Linked DNA regions of Mus musculus: regions 2, 3 and 4 are each linked to region 1. Evidence: chromatin contacts called from public HiChIP or PLAC-seq and promoter capture Hi-C data. All regions are on one chromosome and are shown on one strand. The core of a region is the stretch at or near the end of the contact, and the rest is flanking DNA. Distances in the headings are between cores, read along the strand shown. Region 1 holds the start of Aspm (abnormal spindle microtubule assembly). Region 2 holds the start of 2310009B15Rik (RIKEN cDNA 2310009B15 gene). Region 3 holds the start of Kcnt2 (potassium channel, subfamily T, member 2). Region 4 holds the start of Nek7 (NIMA (never in mitosis gene a)-related expressed kinase 7).

Region 1 (3,265 bases), core at 714-3,213:
AATTAGAACAATTATTATCAGAATAATGATAATAAATATCAGAAGTTATTATGACAATATAATTAATAATAGCCAAATGCACTATACATAACTTAGAGCAGATTGATAACTGTTAACACACCCTAATAGTCAATTATTTTTCCTATTCAGTTTTCCTACATTATAAGAAAATAGAGCCACTAGCAATAAAAGTTCACAATAACAACAAAAAAATATAAATGTAATAAAATCTAATTGCACAATAGCAAAAGAACTGATAATCTACAAGTCATTTTAAATGAGTGGATTGTAAAATGTAATGGCTGGGGCTCGGGACCTAGCTCAGTGGTGAAGTGTGTGCTTTGACAAGGTTAAGACTAAGACGTCATGTGTGCTGGAATGAAACATGTTTAGGTGAAAAGGATACGCTCTTCTGGAAAAGTAGAAATCCTAGCTTTTTAGGCCAGCTGATTAACACTAAGAACAGACTTTCCCCTCTACAAGCCAGGATTTATCCTTTAAAAGATATCTATAGACAGAAATCCAGGCAGTTGTTCATCAAAGGGAAGGGCAATGGTTTCTTAAGTGTTGGGATTCCCGATGATGCAACCAACCAACCTTTCCCTGAGGACGATCCTTACTAGTTAGTAGGCGGTGTGTGCAGGCTCCCTCAGCTAACTGTTTCCACAGCTTTAGAGATTCTACTCATTGAAAAGTAATCCAGTCAGAATGAAACACCTCTTAAGACTACAAGAATAGCAAAAGGAAAAAAAAAAAAAAAGAGTAAAATACAAAGGTTGCCTACACATCACATGTAAGGGTTTGGACTGGATATTTAAACAAAATAGTTTTTTTTTTCATTATCACAATAGAAATGTAGTTCCACTGAGTCCAAACATAAGAAAAACAAATGCATATTAAAATGGCTGAAAAGAAGCAATTAGAAAAGTTTCATCAATGTACTCCTCCTGTCTCAAAACAGGGAAATGTTAAAGTATATCATCTTTAGATACTCAAACATATTTTGCAACGCCTGCCAAACGTCTATTTAAAACGCTTATCTGTTTAACAGAAACTCTCTGAAATGCTTCTAGGGATGGCAGGTGCACGCGCTTTTAATCATCATTCCAAGCGAGTTACTGCCCACTTTTTCCAAACTGCAAGACACCAAAGCCCGTCAACTGAGTTGACGTGGTGCTGGGGTCTTCCTCTCTAGTAGTCCCACTTCTGCAGAGGGTGTTCCCGGGGTCAAGAAGGAGAGTAGATTTGGTGTTGGGTCTAGCTCTTTTCCAGCCTCGCCTAGGCAGAGGGAGCCCCACCCACTTTCCCATCCCTGGTCAAGTCCCGGAGCTGACAAGGTCTTGGGGTCCTGTTGTATCCCTGCCCTACCCTGCAAGGAGAGCGTCCCAAGATCAAAACAGTACACCGACTTGGTCTCGGAGTCCCATTATCTCCTAGCCCCACCGTGAAGACTAGGAGCTGATTCAGATCTTCTCAGAGTTTCTTACTATATCCCAAGGTGACGCCACGGGGACGTGCCCCTCGCACCCACCTTCAGCTCGCAGCGGTTCGGCGCCACGCTGAAGCCCTGGCCTGCGGCGCGCAGCAGCGACAGCTCCACCTGCAGAGGTTCCTCGTGCGGGTTGTGCAGGACCAGAGACCGCGTCCGCGACGTGCCCACGCGGACATCCCCGAAGCAGAGGAAGGGAACGCCGCAGAAGTGGCTGAGCAACAGCACCGGCGGAGACGGGTCCCCGGCCTCAGGATCTGGTCGCGCCCGCCGCCCCCTCTCCTCTGGGCAGGAGGCTGCCTGCATCGTCGCCATGGCAGCCACCCGTACCGGGCAGTCAGGTACCCGCTGTCCGGCTCCCGCCGGCTTCCCGGAAGCCAACGACCAGGACAAGGACAAAGATCAAAAAGCCAAAAAGATCCCCTAAACTCCCGGGAAAGTAGCCCAGCCGCTTTTGCTCGGTTCAAATATCGCGCCTCCACCAATGGGAGCTCCCGGAACCTCCTCGCTACAGCACCAACCAGCGAGGAGAAACCCGCCCACATCACTAAAAAGAGCCAATGAGCGAACGAAAGCGCCTGGCCAATGAGGAAGCGGCGCCTTGTTTAAACGATGGTGGGGTTGTCAGGGTTACCTGGGGCAAAAACAAAACAGGGCAGCAAATTTCCCCGACTCTACGAGCCGGTCAATTAGAACGGAAATTAGCCTTGGTGTTTTAAACACTTTGCGGGGAAGAAAAGGGTATCATAACTGTCCAACCCACGGCTGCATGCGGTCCTGAATAGCTGAGTGCAACTTGTGAACAAGTTCCTGGAAAGAAGTGGCATCTTCAACTGGTTCCTAGGCAAGGCTGCGTGATATGAACATCAGTGATGGTGGAGGGGTTAGAATGCTGGCGGCCAAGCACTATAAACAATTACTGGGGAACACAACTAGCTAGTCTTAATAGCCATGTCGTGCTATCCTTCTTAAGTTACCTAATGTCTTTGTGACCATTGTGTAAAATAGTTGTATGGAGAAATACAGCACTGGTTTCCAACCAACCAAAAATGAGTACTGCCAGCATCTGAGGCTATACCAGGGTTCCCTATTGCCTTAGCACACGTCTAATGTTTCTCCTATGTATTTGAAAAGTGCCTCTAATTGGCTTTGTTTTGTTTTGTTTTGTTTTTCCCGAGACAGGGTTTCTCTGTATAGCGCTGACTGTCCTGGAACTCACTCTGTAGACCAGGCTGTCCTGGAACTCAGAAATCCGCCTGCCTCTGCCTCCCAAGTGCTGGGATTAAAGGCGTGCACTACCACGTCCGGTTGCCTCTAAGTATTGTAAAAACAACAACAAAACAAAAACAAGACCATCATTGACTTGTTACGACCTTGGAACATCGAACTTGGAATAAATTATATCTGTGTCCATTGGCCATGGTCTTTCATATGTGACCTCTGAATAAACACTCTCTTAAACGGGACCAGGCTGAGTTTTCATTTTGTGCCTACAAACAATGCTGTACAGTTAATGTGATTTCTTTTTAGTAACTTGTGTGGTTTACCAACATTGTGTCACTATGTCAGAAAGTTCCACAGTGATTGTCACACATTACCAGTTAGCCAAGAAATATTTATATAAACCAAGTCTTCCTATCTGACATGTCTGTTCAGAACTAACCACCTTTATACGTTTCCTTGGCTGACCAGAGATGTAATGAGCTGGTAGCATGTTGTTGGGCTGTTTTGTGTTTTTTAGACATGATCTCTCTTTGTGATTATAACCAATAGTGA
Region 2 (2,901 bases), core at 203-2,702, 600 kb after region 1:
ATGTCTCCACCTCTGAAGCCCATAAATCTAATTTTGTGGTGTTGGTTGGGGGCGAACAGGAACATGACCTATGCTTAAATTCTCAAGTTTAATGATAATCATGTTGGGTGAATTTAACTTTGGTCCCATCTTTCCAGATTTCCTTAAAGTCCCTCAGAACATCAGGTAGTCTTCAAATGGCAAATATACTACTCCAATGTAAAGGAACATTTAAACACAGGATTCAAATTTATTAATTCACTGAGTTTTACAATATACCAATAGAGTTGTTTCCATCTGTGATTAAGGACATCAAATCGGGGGCTGGACAGATGGCTTAGTGGTTAAGAGCACTTCTAGAGGTGCTGAGTTCAATTCCCAGCAACCACGTGGTGGCTCACAACCATCTAAAATGGAACCCAGTGCCCTCTTGTGGTGTGTCTGAAGAGAACAACAGTGTACTCACATACATAAAATAAATAAATACATAAATCTTAAAAAAAAAAAAAACAGGGCTGGTGAGATGGCTCAGTGGGTAAGAGCACCCGACTGCTCTTCCGAAGGTCCAGAGTTCAAATCCCAGCAACCACATGGTGGCTCACAACCATCCGTAACAAGATCTGACTCCCTCTTCTGGTGTGTCTGAAGACAGCTACAGTGTACTTACATAAAATAATAAATAAATCTTTAAAAAAAAAAAAAAAACAACAACCCAAAACCATCAAATTGTGGTTTCGGAGTTGCAGGGTAAATCAGTGTAAAAAGGAATTGAATTGTCTTTGGTGGCTTTGACAACTTTCTCCTGTCCAACTAACCCACTCTTGCTAAGGATTCACTCCTGCCAATAGCTCTTTACACCAAAGAGCACTAACTACTCAATAACACTGCCTACTCTTGAAATTCAGGCTATGGCATCCAAGGCTGGGGGTGCTGTTAATTTAATGAACACATAAAATTGTTTCTTGGGATCGTGCTAATTTCCCTAAATTTTGTAGGAGTATGGGTGTCACTTTCTCAGACAGGATTTTAGGTTTGGTTTTGTGAAAACTTCACTACACTCTTTGTGTGAGACTTTTCCTTGATTTTCATTCTAGAGTGAGCCAATGAACCATATCACCAAGCTTGTGATTCCAGCTTCATTCCTGTCACACATGACCAGCAAATACGCAGCCTTTTCTATATGGGCTGAAGGTGCTTTCCTTCTTATTATTTTTTTAAACAAGTATGATTATGCAGAATACGATCTAGCTTGATAGGAAATGAAAATGCTCGTCCTTTATCTGAGAAAAAAATAGTAGCGACTTTAAGAGTAAAGAAGGCACCTTCTTCCAGTCTTCATATGCATAATTTTCTTTGCAGAGGACCCAGATGGAGGGAGCTGAAGACTGAGAGGCAGCCCAGTCTACACTGAACAGTGCTCCGCCTCCCCTCTTCGCCCCGCCCCTAGACCGACCCCGCCTCCCCTGCCCACGCCCCACCTCCGGCCCCGCCTCCCACCGCGCCGGCGCCATGGCCGCCCAGGGGATCTGGACGCTGGCGAGGGTATCGCTTGGGAGGCCACCGCCTCGGGCCGAAGGTTTCCGACAGCAGCTCAACTCAACCCTCGGTTCGACTTCCGAAGGAGCCCGCGGCGGCTCCGCGGCCGACTCGTGGGGAACGCCCGAAGGAGAACCAAGGCATCCAGCGAGCCGAGAGTTAACTGCAGCGGAGAGGCACATCGTCGAGCTGCACCGGGCCGCCTGCGCGGTGAGGCCCGCTCCAGCCTGCCCCGCGCGCGGCCTCTGCGCCTGCGCGCGCCCGGCCACCCGACCCCGAGGCGGCCCGGCCGGGAGGTGTTGGACCTCCGGCCTGGGGCGGGTCGGCCTGGGGCGTCCGCTCAGAGGGTCCTGCGAGAAACCCGGTCGCACTTTTGCGTTCCGGACAGAGAGGTGTCTGCCCTGAGATGGGAGGCTCGCGAGGCTCGGTTTTTGATCTGCGTCCCAGCTAAAGGCTTGTCTCGGTTTGTGTGTGTGCGCGCCCTCCAGCGTGTGAGTGTGTTGTGTGGGGGAAATGGGTGCTGAGGAACTGAGGGTAGGACTGAGCTCTTACAGGGAACGTATGTAGTACAGACATGTTGCCTGTGCGTGATAACTCGAGCAGCCTGCCATCCAGTGACTTTAGTAATGCAAACATAAGACAGACGCTTTACATTTTTGCCCCGTGTCCTCTCATCCTTTGCCTCCAGTCCAAGTGAGCGAAAGAAATTATAATCAGGCAAGTTTGCATTTTTCCTTAGGCATTCTTAAATCACCTTTTCTTCTGGTTTATGGATTTGACAATTGCTTGTCACCACCAATATCTAACCTTATCTCCCTTCAGTTTCCTGACACTTTAGAATACAATAGTTTGAAGATAGCATTATTTATATTTTAAGTTTTATAATGATGTAAGAGTGACTTGTAATAAATCTGTGTATTAAGCTCTGTGTTTGGCTAGTACTTGATAAGACCACTTATTTGGTTTGGCTTGAGACACAGGCAGAGGCAAACCTTGAACGTTTCCTAAAGTTGACACTCAGCCTTGGGAGTAGTATGTCCCAAAAATCCACTGTCTAACCCCTTCATGTGTTGCAAGTGAATAAAGATTTATCGAAAAATTATTGACAGCCTTTGACCGTTCTTGCTTGTGCTCTTATTTTAAGTATAACAAACACATGCAGTTTGTTTCCACAAGTCACCATACAAATATGGTTTGTAAAACCCAGAAGTCTTATCATTTTTCAAGGCAAACAACAGTGGCCTGTATAGATTGGTTCGATCAACATAGCAAAAGGAAGGCAAGTATTTGCACCGGGGAACCCACAACCTTTTCATCAGTGGGGTTTCACAGGTCATGTGACTGTCCAGGAGACCAGAAGCAAACCCAAAAACATGCTTGGTATAT
Region 3 (2,990 bases), core at 25-2,524, 790 kb before region 1:
AAATATTTCAGCTTTGAAACTTATCGTTTTGAGATATGCACTATTTAGGTGAAAATATATACGAATCATACTACAAGAACCTCTGTTCAGTGTATTTTCCATCCCAGGCATTCTTGCTTCACTAACTACCTGTTACATATTTAAACCAATTGCCCACCTGAACTCCAAATACTCAAACAGTGGAAAATCCCCAGTGGCAAGCAAACATCTCGTCGAGACAACACTGACAAGGAGTAAGAAAGTGGGTACAGGAGATTTCAAGTTTCTACTGTGATTTTTTTTTCCAATCGCTTGGATACATTTATGGGGTGGATTAACTACACCGGGGAAATATTTGACACTGCAACTGCGTGCCATTTGGATGCTACTGTACCTCTGCTTGCAGCCTCACACACAACCAGGGAAGCACAGACAGACAAAGAATATCGAATAAATGCAACAAATGATTCTCAAGAATAAGAAAGTGGAAAGGAAAGGAGTTCCTTGTCCACAGCAACTGCTCTCTGCAGTGTCAAAATGGAGATGTAGAATCCCTTCTACTCCCTCAGTGCTGGTCTCCCTTTCTCTCCATCCCCTCAAAAGCTCTCCAGTCCTGTCCGCTTCCAGCAGTATTTGTGGAACGCTGCACCATGCCACTCACCTGTCATCATTTTGCCAGCCTTGGTCCCCTAGCAGCAAATCCCGGAATCTGTACCTGGGAGGCAGAGGGGGCACTTCGCTCTCCAAATCAACCATCCTTCCTTAAGGAGTGGGCAACATCCAACAAGGGATGGAGGGATGGAGGAGGGCAAAGAGGGGTAGCAAGCACTGCGGAGGGGGTGCCGTGCTGGGGAGGGTGGGAGAAGGGCTTGGGGGACCCGGAGGGGGAGGGGTCGTTCGGCCGGAAGCTGAGGCTGGAAAGGGGTGGCTCCTCTTCCCCAAGGGTGTGATGGGGATGATGCAAACCGAGCCCAGGAGCAAAAGTCTGGCTGCGACTCGAACCAGCGCTGCCAAGGAACCGCCCCCAGGCTCGGCACCGCCTCTGGTCCCTGGGACCGGGGGGAGGCGGGAATGCAAAAGTTACTTCACGGACAGAAAAAAAAAAAAAAGGAAAAGGAAAAATTTAAAAAAGAAAGAAAAGAAAAGGAAAAGAAAATTCGCGCGGTGCCTAGAAAGAGGGTAGGTGGTGGGTGTGAGCACCGCGTGATGGCTAGGCACTTTCCTGAAAGGCAAGGACCAGAGCCTCCCACTAGGGCATCCCCGGCCACAGCTCCCTCGCAGGGAGTGCAAGCACTGGGCTCAGCCGGACGAAGGCGGGGGCGAAGGCGGTGGGCTCCGGCTCTCACAGCCAATGAGCCTCCCCTTCATTAGCATAACACAATGACGGCAGGAGGGTGCCTTGGGGACAACCAATGGGGGCGAGCTCTTTCGCAGATTCCAGAGCTCCAGACCCTTCCTGGGAAGTGGATGAGGGGTCCAAGGAAGGTTGCCAGGTGTCACCAGCACCCAAGGCTGTGGTCGCCTTCTGCTTCTGTGGGTGTAGTGGAAATGGCCTGTTCCTGGAGAGGGAATCCCCGCTCTCAGCCCCAAGGAAAGTCCTCATACCCGCCCTTCTTCGTGCTAAAAAAAAAAAAAAAGAGAGAGAGAGAGGTGTTTCCCTGGTCTGAGGAAAATTGCAGGGCACCCTTATACAGCAGCTGAAGAGAAATATTTAAATGAGAACCCCTGCACCCCCATCTCCCATAGCCCCCCCCCCCCCAGCAAGGCAGGCCTCTAGTGAATAAGTGTTGGTGGTGTGAGCTCCTAGGGCAGGTGTCTTCCTATAGGAGTGGTTCACAAGGTCAGAGGAAGAAGAGAACTCAGGACCCAGAGCTGACTTTTCAGCAGCTTCCTGGTCTTCTCTGATACCCACTACCCTGTTCTACTTGCCTACTTTGGTTTTTCCTTCAGGAATGGATACCCGGATACCCCCCAGGGCACCCATTAACAGAAGCAGTCACAACCCAATGGCACCTCAGAAAAGCAAAGACACTTAGGAATCTCAAAGTTTGTAGGTAGCAACAAGATCATAATGGAAACTGGGCCACATTGGAGGGAAAAAAACCTCAACAAATGCACCTCTCCCTCCTAGGGTCAAGAAACCTTAAACATTCTTAAGGTGAGAGAGGAGATAAATAAAGACCAAGTAAAGTTCTTAGTTTTGGTTTTCTTTGGTTTTGGTTGGTTGTTTGGTTGGTTGATTTTTTTTTTTAAGTTTGCTTACCAAGGAAATAGTGACTAATTAATTTTGATTTATTCTTAGTGGAGATCATTTTGCAGAGAATCCACAAAGGAAGCTAAAATGCAGAAAGAAATCATCAACACCAGTGTGATAACAGATGAGTTAATAGCTGCATGCAGTTGTAGATTCCACTTCCTGCTCGTTCATCTAGCCCTAGCTGATAAGCCATATGTGCTTTAGATTTCCCACCTCTCCCAGGTGAGGTGAATGTGTAGCTTTCCTTTGAAGCCTCCAAACTTCATTTTGCTAGTGGTGTTTACCACATTCTGACTTCTTGAGTGATTATCTCTATGCTTTTAAACTCTCTTCTCGTTTTTGTTCAGGGCCTTCAGCATAGACAGATCTTGCCCCAGAAATGCATTGTGATGCTGACAAATGGCATGCTACATTCAGAGTAGGTGTTATTTTAAGTTATAGCTTAAATCTTAGTGGCAATCTTAGTTGAAACCTGAGCGATCAGATAACAGTACTGAATAGAAGAACATTTCTGTCAAAAAAATAAAATAAAATAAGCAAAGATTTGCTTGGCTCCCAGAGTCACACACAGCTAACCATGAAGGACACTGAGTGCTATGAAGTTTCCCAGTATCTCAGCCAAAACAGTTAGACTCAACTATGATAAGGCCATGCTGATTTTCTAGAGTTTAAAAGCTCCCAATACTCCAACTTTAGAAAAAAAATCTTAAAAGATAGCTACATTTAAAAAAAAAATGCTGTTCTGACATTCTTA
Region 4 (2,940 bases), core at 171-2,670, 840 kb after region 1:
TATTCTTCACAGCTCTGTTGTCTCTCAACTTACACCTGCAATGAATTTCCATTTCATTCAGAATAAAAATTAAGAGTTCGAAGTTCCACATCTGATAGTTCACCCTTTCTTACTCCACCAGCCTCTCTCCCTTGCTCACTAAGTTGGATCCTACCTGCATAGGCTTACTGGCTGTTTCTCCAACATGGCGAACCCATGCCTGACAGGGTAACCTTGCATTTCCTGGGTAAAACAGTCTACTTCCTGACAGTCACATGGCTCCTTTTCTCACATCTTCAGGTCTCTGCTCAAATTCCAAGTGACTTTCCCTGATAAACATGTTTAAAGGAGCACTCACACCCCGAGCTTTGTTTCTCTATGAAATAGATATAAAAGACATTAGGTAATTTGGACTTCCTCACTGAAGCTAAGTTTTATGAGAGCAGGGCTCTTGCACGTAGCTGATTGTAGAACTCCACCTGGCAAATCTGTACCGATTAAGCACTTGCCCCAACGTCACCTCTTGAAATTTAATTTTCTTACTAAAATTAACGTTTGCATTCTTTTCTAATTATATTTCACATACTTGCATTCGTGTGTGTGTCACATTGCAGTACGGATGTCAGAAAACAATTTGTGGGTCCTGGGAATCAAACTCCTGAGTCATCTTGCTGGCCCAAACTTTCTAAATCTTGCTTCTATTGTTTTAATCCATTTGAGCTATAATACCGCTTTTTCTTGTTGTTGTTTTTTGGCTCTATTCCCTTGGCAGGGGAACGAAACCAGAAAAAGGCCTACTGATATCAAATGGTTAAGATCTGTGCTCAAGCACGCTGTTGTATGTCATCGTCTGTTTCTAAGGAGAGGCGTTAAGGCTGACTTCCAAGAAAGACCACGATAAGTTAAGCGACTGGCCACTGAATGATTAGCATCTAGGTATGACAGACTCTACACTGCCTCCTAGCTGTTCGCTCCATTCGTTCAAATCTGGTTAGTGGAACAGTAGGAATCAAAGCTTTGCTTTTGAAAAGCTCCATGTACTAGGGAGAGACCCATATTGCAAATATGTGACGTGTAAACGAATTTATCTAATGTAATATTTTTGTAATGCCACTTTGTGAGTGTGCCTGTATCCCAAAGATTCTGCATACCTACCAACTAGTTCAACTTTCGGAAGGGTCCTGAAAAGCTTTCTTAAAACTGGGACGCTAAAGTCTAGATTTGCTTAGCCAGACTCCGGGAAAACTCTCGTTTGCCTGCACTGACACCATGTAGAGGCAGCTTAAACTACTTGGTAAGTGGGATCAAAAAACTCCGATCTGGAGGCAGGGGTCGACCGCCGTAAGCGAGGCACACCCCAGTTCTCGGGAAAGTGGTAGCGTGGGCTCCGGAGCAGGGTGCGGGCGCGGGGAGGGGCCTGCGGCGGCCCGCCCTCTCCTCGGGGATGCCGGGATGTTTACCCTCCTGACAGCCGCGGCCGCCGGAGGAGGAGCGGAGCCGGGAGGATGGGCCGCCGCTAACCTCGCAGTGGGAAGCGCGGGCCGAGCAGGGTGGGAGCCGGCGCCTGCAGTGGCGCGGGGAGAGGCGATCGGCCCCGGATCCCGCAGCCCTGCAGCCCGCGTAGACCGAGCTGCCCCGGCGCCCCGGTGAGTATGTACGGCCCGGCCGGGTGGGGCCGGTGCGGGGAGCGGGCGGGCCGCGTGGGGCCTCGGGCTCTCGTGCCTCCGAGGACCGCCCGGGACGCCTGCAACTGGCGGAGCGTGGTGCAGGCCGCTGGCTGCAGGAGCTCAGAGTCCGGGCGCTTCGACCCCAGGAAGCTCCACGACGGTGGTGGTGGCGGCAACAGGTCTCCGGGCTCCGACAGGAGGAACTCCAGCGAAGACCCGCCTCCGGGCTGAGCTCATTGGTCACCTTGGCTATTTACAGCTCGAGGATTGGCTCAACCGATTCGGCTGCAGCCCAGTTTAGAAAAGTGAAGTTCACGGACCGGGGAGTCAGTCGAGCGTGAGTGGTGGGGTAGTCAGGTCGAGGTCCGATTGAAACCGATCCAGGGCTGGGATGCAGCAAAGTATGAGCTGAGTCCCAGTGGGGCGAAGGTGAAGTTAGGCCGTGGAAGATGCTGCTAAGCAATGTCGATAGCCTCCGCCTGGTGCTAGAGGCCTTGGAAGACCCACAAGAGATACATTTATTGACTCACATACTATACTCGAATAGCCTAAGTCTTTGCCCGCGCTAAACACTAAGAATATATTTACTTTAAAGTAAGATATGTTTTGTGCCCTTTACAATTCTGGTGATGGAACTGAATATAGCAAAAACAATCTAGAGATGTAAAGGACTTTTTTTTCTTTTTGAGATTACTAACTTTAAAGGTTGTAATTGGATTCAATGCCCGCAGTTTATAGAGCATTATTAGGACCACTCTTTAGTTTCTCCTCCAAGGAATCTGCAGTTCCCGGGAGGAACTGACGTTCATGACGGTGTGCTTTGATAGAGTTGCTTTACAGAATAATGTTCCGAATAAGCTTATTATAAATCTGTTCTCTTCTAGACGATGGGATGTTGATGTGATCCAAGAAAGGTTTAGTACTCATACTCAAAAATTTATAGTTTGGGACAACCGGACAAACTCTGAAAATGATGAATAAAAGATAAAGCCTGCAGTGCTTTGTAGCATTTCTCACTAGTATTCATGGCTGCAGTATTTCGTGATGGCCAGTGCACTTTATTGAACTAACATGCAACCTAAGCAGTTATTTCATCTTCACAGCTATCTGCCACCACTCCGAGAGACCCGGACCATAATTTGCTTTACATCCCAAACCGTTGCATCTTCTGCTTCGGCTGGCGAGGGGTAGGGGCGTGTGGAGGGAAACTTTACTTCTTAGAGGGTCAGAAAAATGGATGATGAGAGGAGGGCCTTTGGAGAAAGTGCAGAAGGGACAGACTCTGGGGCGGAGT

The links. Promoter capture Hi-C pulls out the DNA fragments that hold promoters and counts their contacts. HiChIP or PLAC-seq counts read pairs in DNA pulled down with a chosen protein or histone mark. Capture Hi-C pulls out chosen DNA fragments and counts their contacts.
Region 2: a contact with region 1 is called in a promoter capture Hi-C map of liver. The contact joins the promoter of 2310009B15Rik here to the promoter of Aspm in region 1. A contact is called at or near these places in 2 of 39 promoter capture datasets (the C10 cell line and pre-B cells), 4 of 115 datasets of contacts at active chromatin or transcription factors (embryonic stem cells, large pre-B cells and microglia) and 1 of 9 other capture datasets (liver).
Region 3: an H3K27ac HiChIP or PLAC-seq map of epiblast stem cells shows a contact between it and region 1, with 4 times the contacts expected there. The contact joins the promoter of Kcnt2 here to the promoter of Aspm in region 1. A contact is called at or near these places in 6 of 39 promoter capture datasets (the C10 cell line, cranial neural crest, embryonic stem cells and 2 more) and 1 of 115 datasets of contacts at active chromatin or transcription factors (epiblast stem cells).
Region 4: a contact with region 1 is called in a promoter capture Hi-C map of pre-B cells, with 2.6 times the contacts expected there. The contact joins the promoter of Nek7 here to the promoter of Aspm in region 1. A contact is called at or near these places in 3 of 39 promoter capture datasets (HPC-7-derived erythroid cells, erythroid cells and pre-B cells), 2 of 484 Hi-C or Micro-C datasets (both in the G1E-ER4 cell line) and 2 of 115 datasets of contacts at active chromatin or transcription factors (large pre-B cells and pro-B cells).

The regions. Positions count from the first base shown.
Region 1 is chr1:139,453,471-139,456,735 of GRCm38.p6, reverse strand. Aspm (abnormal spindle microtubule assembly) reads right to left here and starts at 1,963. Exons shown (of 28, transcript NM_009791.4): 1 at 1,532-1,963. The coding sequence starts at 1,804.
Region 2 is chr1:138,855,405-138,858,305 of GRCm38.p6, reverse strand. It overlaps 2310009B15Rik (RIKEN cDNA 2310009B15 gene), which reads left to right and starts at 1,452. Exons shown (of 3, transcript NM_001081226.1): 1 at 1,452-1,725. The coding sequence starts at 1,489.
Region 3 is chr1:140,244,002-140,246,991 of GRCm38.p6, reverse strand. Kcnt2 (potassium channel, subfamily T, member 2) reads right to left here and starts at 1,274. Exons shown (of 28, transcript NM_001081027.3): 1 at 641-1,274. The coding sequence starts at 735.
Region 4 is chr1:138,618,237-138,621,176 of GRCm38.p6, reverse strand. Nek7 (NIMA (never in mitosis gene a)-related expressed kinase 7) reads left to right here and starts at 1,420. Exons shown (of 10, transcript NM_021605.4): 1 at 1,420-1,625.